Regions from separate parts of the Sus scrofa genome. Here all the other regions are linked to region 2. The links are chromatin contacts, called in public HiChIP or PLAC-seq maps. All regions are on one chromosome and are shown on one strand. Each heading gives the region's core, a stretch centred on a gene start, on an enhancer-like site or on the middle of the called end of the contact. The rest is flanking DNA. Distances are from core to core; before and after follow the strand shown.

Region 1 (4,557 bases), core at 1,122-3,621, 310 kb after region 2:
AGAGGCAGGGCAGGTAACATACCTACAAGAGGCTTATAAAGAATTTCATTGCTTTCCTTTACCACTGCAACATGCTCCAGGATGTTTATTGTTAGGAAGATGGTTTATTTTATACACACACACATGATTTTTATAGCAAAGTAACTTTTTAGAAATGTTGAGGTAGTGGCAGTCCAGTGTTTCTCTTCAGTTTCCACATTCTCTTGTTTTCTTAGTGTTGGCTTGGTCCCATTCCCATGATTGTCATTACCTTATCCAACTGATCCTCTAATAATGAGAAAAGCCATGCCAGATTTACTGCCTTGCACCTTGGCAGTGATAATGCTAAGGCCACAGTGCCTAAACTTGAACGCTTTTTCTTTTTTTTCTTTTTTTTTGTTTTTGTTTAGGGCCACACTTGGGGCGTATGAAAGTTCCCAGGCTAGGGGTTGAATCGGAGCTGTAGCTGCCAACCTAGACCACAGCTCACGGCAAGGCCAGATCCTTAACCCATTGAGTGAGGCCAGGGATCGAACCTGAATCCTCATGGATACGAGTCGGGTTTGTTACTGCTGAGCCACAACAGGAACTCCTGAACTTGGGTACTTGCTGGGTAAGGTTTACTCTTTTCAGCCACTGACTTGCTCCCAATCCTGGGTAGATCTCACCCTCACTTTATGAGAGTGTACGGATAGGTGAGCAAAGTCAGTTCTGGTGGGAAAGGAGCTCAGAGCTCCTGGTGTGGGGGTGGTGACAGGAAGGCCTGACTGGATGAAGGCATGAGGTAGAGGCCACTTTAGACTGTGGTTGAAATATGACCTGATGGGTAACAGACGAGAATGGAAACTTATAGAAGTCAGGACAGGAGTCAACGACAGAAGAGTAAAGGGGCTGAGGAAGTCACCCAGGGCTTTGGGAACGTGGGCCTTTAATGGTTAGGACAAGGCCTTCCTCAGTGCTCAAGCTTGCCTTTTTCTCTTGCAGTTGCGCTACGATGATGAGGTGAAGCGGGTGGTGGCCGAGCCAGTGGAGTTGGCCCAAGAGTTCCGCAAGTTTGATCTAAACAGCCCGTGGGAGGCTTTCCCTGCCTATCGCCAGCCCCCTGAGGATCTCAAGCTTGAAGCCGGAGACAAGAAACCTGAAACCAAGTAGTTCCAGGGAAGGCATATGTACCCTAGCAAGCGCCTTATCTGTAATTGAGTGTCCCTGTAAATAAAATCCTGCTTAGACACACTACTTCCTAAGTACTTATGAGTAGAAGTGAAGCTTTGAATGGGGCAGGGTGGGGGTGTGTGCAGGCAGGGGTTTTGCCAAGTCCCTTAGACTCTTACAAACTGGGGGTCTTTTTTTTTTTTTTTTTTTTTGTCTTTTTGCCATTTCTTTCTTTTTTTCCTTTGGTCTTTTTGCTATTTCTTGGGCCGCTCCCGCAGCATATGGAGGTTCCCAGGCTAGGGGTCGAATCAGAGCTGTAGCCGCCAGCCTACACCAGAGCCACAGCAACTTGGGATCCGAGCCGAGTCTGCAACCTACACCACAGCTCACGGCAACGCCGGATCGTTAACCCACTGAGCAAGGGCAGGGATCGAACCCGCAACCTCATGGTTCCTGGTCGGATTCGCAAATCACTGTGCCACGACAGGAACTCCCTGGGGGGTCTTATTTTAATGGGACTAAATAGGCAGTTTCAGACGTGGTGACCTGCAGGCCTGATGTACTTCTGAAAGAGATTTCTGAGGCTGAAATTAAACGTTGTCACAGTCCACACGGTTCAGGATGGGTGTGGCATGGCCTCTTCTGAGACTTAGAGGTGTCACAACACCTCCTGGAGAAAGCCCCTTGTCACAGCAGACCTCTGGTGGCAGTTGATGGATCCAGGGACCTAGGTGGCACTAGAGCAGTCCCCTCCCACCCTCATCCTATCCAAACAATCATAGGGTTCCGTGAGCCAACAGTCAGAGCCAGGAATTGCTGCAGCTCATTTTTGAGTCTTGAACCCTGTGTCCTGCTCCCTGCAACTTGACAACCCATCACACTTGCGCCAAGGGAATCTTCCTGGACTCTGGCCTGAACTAAGAATGCTGTAAGCAAGTAAAGAGGGTCCCAGTCTGGGGCAAAACACCATCAGGAGCTGCAGATCTGTCTGCCAGGAAACAGTACTCCCCAGCCCAGCCAGTCTGGGGTCTGTTGAGCCAGTGGCTGAGTGCCTGAGTTGGAAGTGTTTGGCTCTGCCTCTCAATGAGCCGCTCAGCCGGACACCATGCAGTTAGAAGACCAGGCTTTGCAGCTGTTGCTCTTGGCTACTGGGGGGCTCCCTGGAGGATGGGCTGGGCTGGGCTGGGCTGGGCTGGGCTGGGCTGGGCTGGGCTGGGCTGGGCTGGACTGGACTGGGTGTCAGGCTATGTGCAGTTACAGAATGTTTTAGGGGTGAGGACAGATAGTAAGGTAGTGTTACTGCCTAGACTCTTGCCTACCTCTTTGGAGGGCTAAGCCAGTGCTGTTTGCTACCAAACACCTTTTTCCTATTAACTAAGCATCCCGCCCATCTGGGCAGGAATAGGCTTAGGGCCTGACAAGCAGGGAGCCAAGCTCCTACTGCCAACAACCAAAAATTCCACATTTCTATGGGATGGAAAGAGCCCCTGAGAAGCCAGAGCCAGCCCCTCCCTGTTGAGAGCTGAAGACTGACACGCAAAGCAGGGAACGGCTGGAGCAGCCTGTGGTGGAAAGTTGGAGTCCTGGTGTGTCGTAGGCAGATGGAGGAGCAGAGAGCAGCTGGGGAGATTAAGACTCAGAGGACGTGGTGGACCATGGCTGGGACGATGCAGTTCCTGGCTTGGTTAATGATAGCCATTTGCCTCCTCCCTGGGGTGACCACAACCCAGCACCGTGCAGGTACCAGGGCTTTAGGGTGGGGGTGGTTGGGAGCCAAAGATGGCTGCTGGCAGTTAGACTTGGTTCTATCTGAGCCTAGCAGGGCTTAGGAACTGTGGTCATGACGGGTACCAGGCTGCCCTGTGCTGTAGGGGGTGAGGGGTGGGGAGAGGAACTGGTGTGGGCCTGACCCCCAGAACCAGGTGAAGTAAGGGCAGATAGCTCTAGGTGCTCCCCAGGGGCTTTGGTCTTATTCCATTCCAGCTAATGTGCAAACTAGGACCCCTTGACCGGCCCTGGGCTTAGGACAGTCATTCCAAGGGCTAGGCAGCACCCCAGAGAGGGGCGAAGGAAGCTGCGACAGACATCCTGCCTGGCCTGGCCTCCTTGCCCTGTACTCAGTCACTTATTGAGGAGCAAGGAGGGAACAGGTTCTTCTCAAAGGGGTCTTCGACCTTTGGGGAGGGTCACTGGCACTGGTCTAGGTTACGCTGTCCCTAGATGATTAAAGGGAAGGGAAATGGGAAGTAAAGTGTCTTGTGACCCGTTGGCCTGGAGCTCTTGGCCAAGGGAACCATAGAAGTTGAAGGAGGAGTCTTGGATGTTTGCCGAGATGGTATCTGGGTTTGGGGATGATGCATTTGGGATCACAAGACCTACGCTTGGGAGAGTGAATATCAATCTGCATATGTGTTTAGGGGGAGGTGGACATGAGATGGCATTCCTGTTCTTTTGTAGACAGAAGACTCTCTAGGCACCCCTACTAGGCAGCTCAGCGGCATTTCTGGGAGGCTGGGGGGTTCAGGGTGGAGATTGGCAGAAGGCCTGACTCCTCTCTGCTGCCCCAGGGCATCCCATGGACAGCACCAGCGTGGGAGGTGCCCTGCAGGAGCCAGAGGCCCCGGAAGTGATGTTTGAGGTCTTTCCTCCAGCCTGGGACATGGGGTGGGAAGGGGGTGGCTCAAGCTGGGGCTGCTGGGGGAGGGGGGCAACCCAGCATGGGCCTTAACTGCCTGCTTTTGCCCCTGGCCCACTCTTGCTCCCTGCCCTGCTCCCTAGGCCCCAGCCCACCTTTTACATGGCTCCCCTTGCAGCTGCTCTGGGCTGGGCTGGAGCTGGATATCATGGGGAAGCTGTACATCCAGGACGAGGAACTGGCATCCACACGTCCAGGCCGCCGGCTCAGGCGCCTCCTGCAGCACCACGTGCCCAGTGACTTGGAGGGTGCTGAGCAGCGGCTGCAGCAGTTCCAGGACCTGCGGAAGGGACCGCCTCTTAGCCCTTGGGACTTTGAACATTTGCTCCTCACAGGCCTGTCCTGTGTCTACCGGCTCCATGTGGCTAGTGAGACTGAGGAGAGGGCTCGCTGGGCCCAAGTCTTCGCCCTCCTGGCACAGGAAACACTCTGGGACTTGTGCAAGGGCTTCTGTCCCCAGGGCCATCCCCCTTCTCTGGGGCCCTGGGCTTCTCCTTGACCCCTTCCCCTAACCCTCCCTTTTCACCTATCATTCCCCCTCTCCCAACTCCTCACCTGAGCCAGACCCATCTTGGGCAGAGGCTTTTCTCTGGTGCCTGGTTCTTCCTACTGTGTTTAGGCTTCTGGGCTTGGCTTGTACCCTGGGCACCCCAGCTTAGCCCTCTCCCTTCTTCCCTGGGGCCAGGCAGCAGGCACAGACCTGAGGGCAGGACTTGCAGGCAGTGACTGTG
Region 2 (4,242 bases), core at 848-3,347:
GTAAGTGGAAAGGCTGGCCCGAGGTGGCAGCTTATACCCGCAAGAAAGCTGGAAGACCTGGCGGTGGGAGGGTGAGATCTCTGGTGCTCTTGTTTCCTCAGTGGCATAAGGAGGGGCCTCAGTGAGTCCGTCTGGGGCGAGGGGCAGCGAAGGGAACTGTGGGGACCCGCGGTAGCATGGCTGAAGTGCGTCAGCGCTCTCAAGACCTACAGGTATGAGTGGGAAGTTATTCTAGGACATGGCCAGCACGGAGGCAGGCAGCAGCTCACCTGTGTCTGCAGGACCACTTGCCAGCTGGCACTCCTGCTGCCAATCCTTGGGTATGACAGGCTCGGTGAGGCGAAGGAAGTCCTGCAGCGGGCAGCGGTGAGGGCAGCCGGGCAGGATCAGCGGCCAGGGGGCCTTGTCACTCTCATTCCGAAAGTACATCTCCACTGAGAAATTCCTGAAGGTTCATAGGAGACAAGATGGGAGCTGCTCGCTAGGCTGACAGCAGCGCCTCAGGCTGTCCACAGCCATCAGTCACGGGAGCTCCCTGCCTGAGGGCAGAGCAGCAGCTCCACTCACCCATTATCTTCCTGGTACAGTTCAAATATGTGGCAGGCCGCATAGGGAGCTTGTTCACCGTTGTAGACATCCAGTGCCATTTGCAGGGCAACCAGGGTGGTGTCATGCTGTAAGGGAGAAGGGCTCCCCATCAGCACAGCCCCCCACACCCCCAGGCACTGAAGAGGGACGAGACCCAGCTCTTGGCCTGACATCCGCACACCGCGGGCTGTGGGAGCTTACCGCTGAGTAGACCAGCAGCTTGGGGAGCTGGGAGGTGGTTGCCATCAGGGTCAGGTTCTTCCGTATCTGGGCCAGCAGGACTCCTGAAGGACAGAAGTCCCCAGTGTCAGTGGCTATAGCCGTCACCATCTTCTCACCAGACCTATCTGCCGTTCTCTCACCCTCTGCGAGTCCTGGCTCTGATCACCACAGAGAACTCCAGGCTCATGGGAACTACACAGGAACTCTACGGCACCTGCTCTCTAAGAACTTTCACATGTGTAGGAGAAAGCAAGCTCAAGCTAGCTATCTGTGTTTCAACACCGATGCAGAAACCCGCCACTTATTTATAAATGAGTTACGAAGCCCTGCCCATGTTTGAAGAATTACTCCAGGTGGGAATAAATATAAACTCAAGATTGCTTCAGAACACACAAGATGGTGGCTCCAGGCCAGGGGAACTCTGTCATGTGCAGGCTCTGAAAACTGAGATGTCGCAAAGGTTCGTCAGCTGGCACTCCCTTGGGGTGCTCACGTCAGGAAACTGGCCTGTGTATGACTGTCAGCCTCTTTCAAAGTGGGCCCTTGTGGTCATCTGGAGGAAGGGATTCATTGGAGGGGAGGGAGGGCTTTCTGACATGGTGAAACTTAAAAGAATGTGAATGGCAGAAAAGCAGCACACACCCAACCGTGCTCACTCACACAGGACAAACGTGCTAGGCATCTAGACAGCTGGGGACACCGATGACTAAGGGGATGACTAGGGGGGCCTAGTTCTGAAGAGCAGAGAACACTTCAGGTAGCATGTGAGAGGCCCCCAAGAGCGGATTCCTAATGCTGTAGGGATCTGACAGGGGAGTGACATGCTGCTGTTGTCACTCACCCCCCTGCAGCCGGGCCTTCTCTGCCTGCTCGTAGATCCCGAAGAGGAAGCGGAAGCTGAAGTCCTTTAGCCGGCTCAGACGCTGCATGGTTTGGGGTGAGGCCCAGGGAGGCAGGACCAGCCCGTGTGTCTGCTGTATGTGGCAGCGGGCAGGTTAGCTCCTCACCCAGGCCAGAGCCTCTCCCGGGAGCCGTTCTCTTCCTGTGTGTGTGTGGGTGTGTGCAGGGAGAGGAGAGGCAGAGGTTTGCGACCAGGAGACATGGTGGACAGTGATGAGGCCGCAGGGCACAGGAAAGGAGGCTCGGGCACCAAAAGTGTGACTCAGCAGAACGGAGTCAGATACCACGAGAGCTCGGGGTGGAGAGAAGCAGGAACTGCTGACGATCGATAAACTATTTCCCACTCTGAGGTTCTTTTTCACCCATGAGGGAAGTTCCCTTGTTTCACAAGAGGCGGCTTGCCTGGACCTCCCGGGTAGGAATGGGGTCCAGGCACGGTTGCACATGGCCTGGTCACCTAGGCCTGCTGAGGTGTGAGAGGAGGACAGTCATACCGGGGACCCTGAGCCAGCTCACCTCACAGAAGAGTGTGTCATAGACATTCCAGACGGTCTCCAGTGTCAGGTCCGTAAGCCCTGTCTCGTTGGCCACCATTTCCAGAAATTGCTATGAGAAAGGGATCAGGGATCAGTCCTGCCCTGGGGGAAAGGACAATGTGTGGTGACCTCCACCTCGGCCCCACTCACTGCATTCTGAATACTCTCATTCTGATACTCTGGTGTCCGCCGGGTCTCGTTCTGCAGCTGCTCAAAACGGGGACATGGGCCCAACGGGAACTTCAGCAGCTGCAGACCAAAGGGGGAAGCAGAGGCAGAGAAAGAGTCGGGGATCAGCAGCCCAATGGCCAGAGCTGCCCCCCTCACCGCCTCCAGGGAAGGGCTGGCCAGTCTTACTCTGTCCTCGGTAACAGGCACAGTATGGACAGGAATAGGCTGCCAAGAGATGTTTGGATTAAAGCGCTGCATCCCATTAGGGGGGAAGAGTCCAGCCAAGTTGGCCTCAGCACTCATGAGAGTCCGGTCAAAGTCTGTGCTTCGAACATAAACCTGCAGAGATGACAACACGAGTCTCACGAGTGGGTGGGGGAGCTCTGGCCCCTCCATGGGGTCCCAGGGGAGGACCGGTTCTTGGTGGACACCTACCAAATGAAATCCTCCGTGCATCTGGCCCTCTCCCCCCTCTGGCTTTCCCCATCCCTCTTTACAGCCAGGGCCCAAAATGCAGCTGGGGGGTTTGCTGTCCCCAGTCTGTGAAAAACTCCTGTGAGAATGGCTTTAGGTCAGATGCCCCTCCCAGTCCAAAGTGCTTAGTTAACAAGGCTCTTGGGTCCGTCTGTGTGCCTGGTTTTATTACACCACCTGTCACCCTATCTAGGCCCAGGTCCTTGAGGGCAGAAACTATCTCCCCTTTTATAACTGGCTTAGAGACCAGGAGAGGAAATAAGATATGGAACAGAAATAATTATTTGTGAAGAGAGAGGAAGAAGCTGTAAGGAAGGGCAAGATCAGGCAAGAGCTGGCCCTCAAGGAGACAATACAACATCTAGAGACAAAGATCAAGTTTGTATGGCACACCATTATATGCAGTGCTAGCATAGTGCCTGGCCCATAACAGGTACTCCAAAAATGTCTTGAAAGCTTGAGCTATTTCAGAGTCAGAAACTACTTTGCTAGACCCTTAAATCTGAGCTTGGATGCTTGATCCGTTTTGCCAATTCCCAAGCCAAGCAGGAGCAACTCAGCCTCTGGGGTTTTGTTCCAGACACCCCTTGGGTGTCTTGTCCTGTAGCTGTAACCAGAAATGCCTGGAGGGAGGCGAGCGTGCCCAGCCTCACCCTTAGTCTCCTGAGGGCAGAGGGTGAGAACAGCAGGCCCCGTTTTCCTTACCTGTCAAGATCACAGCCTTACCTCTTGCCGGTGGTAGGAGGTGTTCAGAAAGCCAAGGTATCGCTGTCGCAGAGCCCGGCCCAGCTCCCAGTGCTGTAGCATCCCCTCCTGTAGGCAAACCCAAGGATTCAGAGGCCCAGAGGGGAGGGATGGCTCACCCCCCACCAGGGCTGGGCCACTGTTGCTTTCCAAGTTCTTGGCTGGAAGTAGGAGTGGGTTCATCTGATCCCTGAAGTCATTTATTAAGCAGCCGATTGTGCACTGTGTAGGCCCATTTTAATTGGCACAGGTTAAGAAATGTGATTAAAGTCAGCAGGCACATGGCAAAAAGGAATTCGGTGAAGCCCCAAGTCCTATAAGCCTGCTTGAGGTCATTCATGCTACAGCTCATCCTGAAGGAGAGCTGGCTTCTGACCCACCTTGGTTAGCTGACCAAAGCCCTGGGGCCATTTGTCTTCTTGATAGGGGTCCTTGGGATATGTCTTTACTGGCGAGCGGTCTCCATGTCGGTACAGCTGAGGAAAGAAAATGGTTACCCTACAGGTCACAAGGGTCTCCTTGACGGAGACACAGAGCCCAGGTCTGCCCCATGCTGAGAGGGAAGCGTCACTCCCTCTGGGATGCCTTAACTCCACCAACTGCAAAA
Region 3 (4,278 bases), core at 1,708-4,207, 280 kb after region 2:
GTTATTCAGTTTTATATATTATGAAAATGTTCAGGAGTTCCCTTTGTGGCACAGTGGGAAAGAATCCGACTAGTATCCACGGGGATTCAGGTTCGATTCCTTCCCTCGATCAGTGTGTCAGGGATCTGGCATGGCTGTGGCTGTGGTATAGGCCAGCAGCTGTTAGCTCCGATTAGACCCCTAGCCTGGGAAATTCCATACGCGTCAGGTGCAGCCCTAAAATAAAAAAAGGGAGGGAGTTCCCTTCATGGCTTAGCGGTTGACGAACCCTACTAGGATCCATGAGGATGCCAGTTAGATCCCTGGCCTTGCTCAGTGGGTTAAGGATCTGGTGGTGCCATGAGCTGTGGTGTAGGTCACAGACATGGCTGGGATCCTGAGTTGCTGTGGCTGTGGCATGGGCCAGCAGCTGCAGCTCCAATTTGACTCCTAGCCTGGGAACTTTCATGTCATGGGTGCAGCCCTAAAAAGAGGGGAAAAGAAAGAAAGAAAGAAAACATTCATCACAAAATGTTGGAAAAGGATACGCCTATAAAAATCTGTATTTCTGAAGTTTCTTGGTGTCTTAACAGTTAAGGATCTGGTGTTGTCATTACTGTGCCTCAGGTCACTGATACGGCATGTGTTCCACCCCTGGCCTGAGGAACTTCTGAATGCCATGAGCACAGCCAAAAAAAAAATCTCTATTTCTGAACAGTGGGTTTGGGGGTAAGGATGGAACTTTTCAGATTATATACTTTATATACAGCAAATATTGTAAACTATTCTTTGACACCATAGTAAGTCTACTTTTAGGAACTTATCCTATATAGTAATTCTAAATATAAAAAATATATTGGAGTTCCCGTCGTGGCGCAGTGGTTAACGAATCTGACTAGGAACCATGAGGTTGTGGGTTCGATCCCTGGCCTTGCTCAGGGGGTTAAGGATCCGGCGTTGCCGTGAGCTGTGGTGTAGGTTGCAGGTGCGGCTCAGATCTGATGTTGCTGTGGCTGTGGCGTAGGCCCCTAGCCTGGGAACCTCCATATGCTGCAGGTGTGGCCCTAAAAAAATAAAGACAAAAAAAATGTATATATAGAAATAAATATAGCAAACATTTTCATGTTGGAAATATTTTATAATAAAAACTTGGGGGAGCTCCTGTCATGGCGCAGTGGTTAACGAATCCGACTAGGAACCATGATGTTGTGGGTTCCATCCCTGCCCTTGCTCAGTGGGTTGATGATCCGGCATTGCCATGAGTTGTGGTGTAGGTCACAGACACAGCTTGGATCCTGCGTTGCTGTGGCTCTGGTGTAGGCTGGCAGCTACAGCTCTGATTAGACCCCTAGCCTGGGAACCTCCATGTGCCGCGGAAGCGGCCCAAGAAATGACAAAAAGACAAAAAAAAAAAAAAATTTGGAAATAGGGAGTTCCCGTTTTGGCTCAGTGGTTAACCCAATTAGTAACAATGAGAACTCGGGTTTGATCCCTGGCCTGGTTCAGTGGGTTAAGGATCCAGCATTGCTGTGGCTGTGGTGTAGGTTGGCAGCTGCAGCTCCAGTTTGATCCCTAGCCTGGTAACTTCCATTACAGCAGATGGGGCTAGAAAAAGGAAAAAAAAAAAAAAGAAAAAATGACAATGTAGTAATATTGAAAAGACTTATGGCAAAATATTCAGTAAAAAAAAAAAAAAAGCTAAAAATTTTATCGACACTTCCAATTTTTAAAATTTAAAAATTTTTTTAGGGCAGCACCTGTTGCATGTGGAAGTTCAGCTGTTAGCCAACACCACAGCCACAGCAACACTAGACCTTTAACCCAATGAGCTAAGCCAGGATCGAACCTACATCCTCATGGACATTATGCTGGCTTCTTAACCCTGTGAGCCACAGTAGGAACTCCAAACTATACATTTTAAACAGGTGAATTTCATGATATGTGAATTATATCTCAATAAAGCTGTCATAAAAACAAATTTAATGGTACACATGGAAAAGAAAATGGAAGGAAAAAAATGAATGTATTGGAGACAGTAGGATTTGGGGTGATTAGGTTCTAATTTCCTGTATTTCTTTTTTTGGCCATAACAGTGTTCCTGGGCCAGGGATGGAACCTGCACCACAGCAACAACTCAAGCCACTGCAGTGACAACACCAGATTCTTACCTGCTGTGCCACAGGAGAACTCCTACTTTTCTGTATTTTCCAGTTGTTATGAATATATATTGCTTTTATAAGTAGATACACCTTTTAATAAAACCATAAGATGTACGTTTCAGAGTACTATTAAATGTAAATAATCAGCATTATGACTTTCTTGTCTCTAGGTTGTGGGTTTTACATTTATCATAATATTTTTAATACTAACATTTTCATAAATAGTATAGATATCATTTATATTTTTTTCATTATATACACACTGCAGTTTGGTCAGGAGGAGGGAGCCATGGATTCAGGCAGGTGGGGGGTGGCCTGGGAAGGAGCCACATGAACCCAGTTCCCCTGTTTGTTCTGGATCAAGCCCTCTTCACCAAGCCCCTCTACTTAAGAACTCAAAGCCCCTTCCACTCTCCTCTTCAGGGCCCCTGCTACCAGAGTCTCTTTCAGGTGAAGTCTCCCCTTTGGCAGTCACACTCTCACCTGGTATCACGGTTTCCTCCCTTAGGCCAGGGTGGGGGTGGGGGGAGTGGTCACAGGCCCACCCGCCCTCGGCCAGGGCCCCGCCTCCCTTGACCTTAGTCACAGTTCCACACGCAGGGGTCAGAAGCCCCCTCACCTGAAGTCACAGCCCCCTCCCGAGGGAGTGGGGGGGGGAAATCCCTGGCCACAAGCAGGGGTCACAGTTTCATACGCGGTAGATTCACAAACGCGGGCCCAACAAGGGTCCTTCCTCGGCCAGGGTCCCAGTTTCCCGCCCAGGAAGCCTGGGTCCCTCCCCCGAGGCCGGCGGCCCCTCCCCCCGAGCCATGGGGCCGGTCCCAGGGGGCCCAGGCTGTCCCGACGTGTCCCCGGAGTCCTGGCCCAAGGTCTCGGCGCTCGAGGGGCCCGCGCCTGCTGCGAAGCCTACGCGGGAGGCCGCGGAGGACTCTCAGTCCTCGGCCTCGTCGCCCTCCTGGCCCTCCTCGCGGCCGCCCACCGCGGGGGTGGGCAGGTCGTCACTGCGCTGGGCCGGGTGGGGTGGGATGGCGGCCGGCACGTTGCTGGAGGCCGGCCTGGCCCGGGTGCTCTTCTACCCGACGCTGCTGTACACCCTGTTCCGCGGGAAGGTGCCGGGCCGGGCCCACCGCGACTGGTACAACCGCATCGACTCCACGGTGCTGCTGGGCGCGTTGCCGCTGCGGAGCATGACGCGCCGGGTGAGCGGGGCCGGGAAGCAGGGTCGCGCCGGGGCTGGGAGCCCGGCGAGCGCCTCCCGGGCCTCGGCGGCCCTTTCTGAGCCCCCTCTTTGCCTCGGCAGCTGGTTCAGGACGAGAACGTGCGCGGGGTGATCACCATGAATGAGGAGTACGAGACGAGGTTCCTGTGCAACTCCTCAAAGGTGAGGCGCCGGGGCCCGTGGGCGGAGCTGGGGCCGGGCGCCCGCCTGCCTCCCCACTCTGAGCCTGGGAGAGCGGGAGGACGTTGGGGGAGGGGGTGGGTAGATGACCTTGCCTCAGTGACCGGCGATCCCGGCTTTTTTGCCTCCTCTAAACCTAAATGACTGCGGCTACGGGCAGAAACCTCGTGAAATAGAAACTGATGTGAAAGGCATTTATTATTATTTTTTTTGTCTTTTTGCCTTTTCTAGAGCTGCTCCTGCAGCATATGGAGGTTCCCAGGCTAGAGGTCTAATTGGAGCTACAGCTGCGGGCCTGCACCACAGCCACAGCAACGTGGTATTCGAGCCGCATCTGCAACCTACACCACAGGTCGTGGCAATGCCAGATCCTTAACTCACTGAGCAAGGCATGGTTCCTAGTCGGATTCGTTAACCACTGCGCCACGACGGGAACTCCGTGAAAGGCATTTAAATGTAGAGTTGACAAACTCTGATTTCTACTTTGTGCACTGCTTTTTTTTTGTTTTTGTTTTGCTTTTTAGGGCCGCACCCTGGGCATATGGAGGCTCCCAGGCTAGGGGTCCAATCGGAGCTACAAGCTGCCAGCCTACACCACAGCCACAGAAACGCCAGATCCCAGCCGCGTCTGCTGCCTACACCACAGCTCACTGCTAATGCCACTGAGCGAGGCCAGGGATGGAACCCACAACCTCATGGTTCCTAGTCGGATTCGTTTCACCTGCACCAGGACAGGAACTC

Evidence for each region. HiChIP or PLAC-seq counts read pairs in DNA pulled down with a chosen protein or histone mark.
Region 1: an H3K27ac HiChIP or PLAC-seq map of alveolar macrophages shows a contact between it and region 2. The contact joins the promoter of FAM180B here to the promoter of NR1H3 in region 2. A contact is called at or near these places in 1 of 5 promoter capture datasets (fetal liver) and 1 of 2 datasets of contacts at active chromatin or transcription factors (alveolar macrophages).
Region 3: an H3K27ac HiChIP or PLAC-seq map of alveolar macrophages shows a contact between it and region 2. The contact joins the promoter of PTPMT1 here to the promoter of NR1H3 in region 2. A contact is called at or near these places in 1 of 5 promoter capture datasets (fetal skeletal muscle) and 2 of 2 datasets of contacts at active chromatin or transcription factors (alveolar macrophages and skeletal muscle).

The regions. Positions count from the first base shown.
Region 1 is chr2:15,027,813-15,032,369 of Sscrofa11.1, reverse strand. It overlaps FAM180B (protein FAM180B), which reads left to right and starts at 2,371. Exons shown (of 2, transcript XM_013994332.2): 1 at 2,371-2,871; 2 at 3,910-4,557. The coding sequence starts at 2,733. The coding sequence ends at 4,325. It overlaps NDUFS3 (NADH:ubiquinone oxidoreductase core subunit S3), which reads left to right. Exons shown (of 7, transcript NM_001243796.1): 7 at 964-1,223. The coding sequence ends at 1,131.
Region 2 is chr2:15,334,640-15,338,881 of Sscrofa11.1, reverse strand. NR1H3 (nuclear receptor subfamily 1 group H member 3) reads left to right here and starts at 2,097. Exons shown (of 10, transcript NM_001101814.1): 1 at 2,097-2,274. It overlaps ACP2 (acid phosphatase 2, lysosomal), which reads right to left. Exons shown (of 11, transcript NM_001244740.1): 2 at 4,016-4,111; 3 at 3,618-3,704; 4 at 2,604-2,756; 5 at 2,397-2,495; 6 at 2,227-2,316; 7 at 1,652-1,784; 8 at 790-872; 9 at 568-674; 10 at 270-445.
Region 3 is chr2:15,051,494-15,055,771 of Sscrofa11.1, reverse strand. PTPMT1 (protein tyrosine phosphatase, mitochondrial 1) reads left to right here and starts at 2,957. Exons shown (of 4, transcript NM_001244377.1): 1 at 2,957-3,337; 2 at 3,439-3,519. The coding sequence starts at 3,164.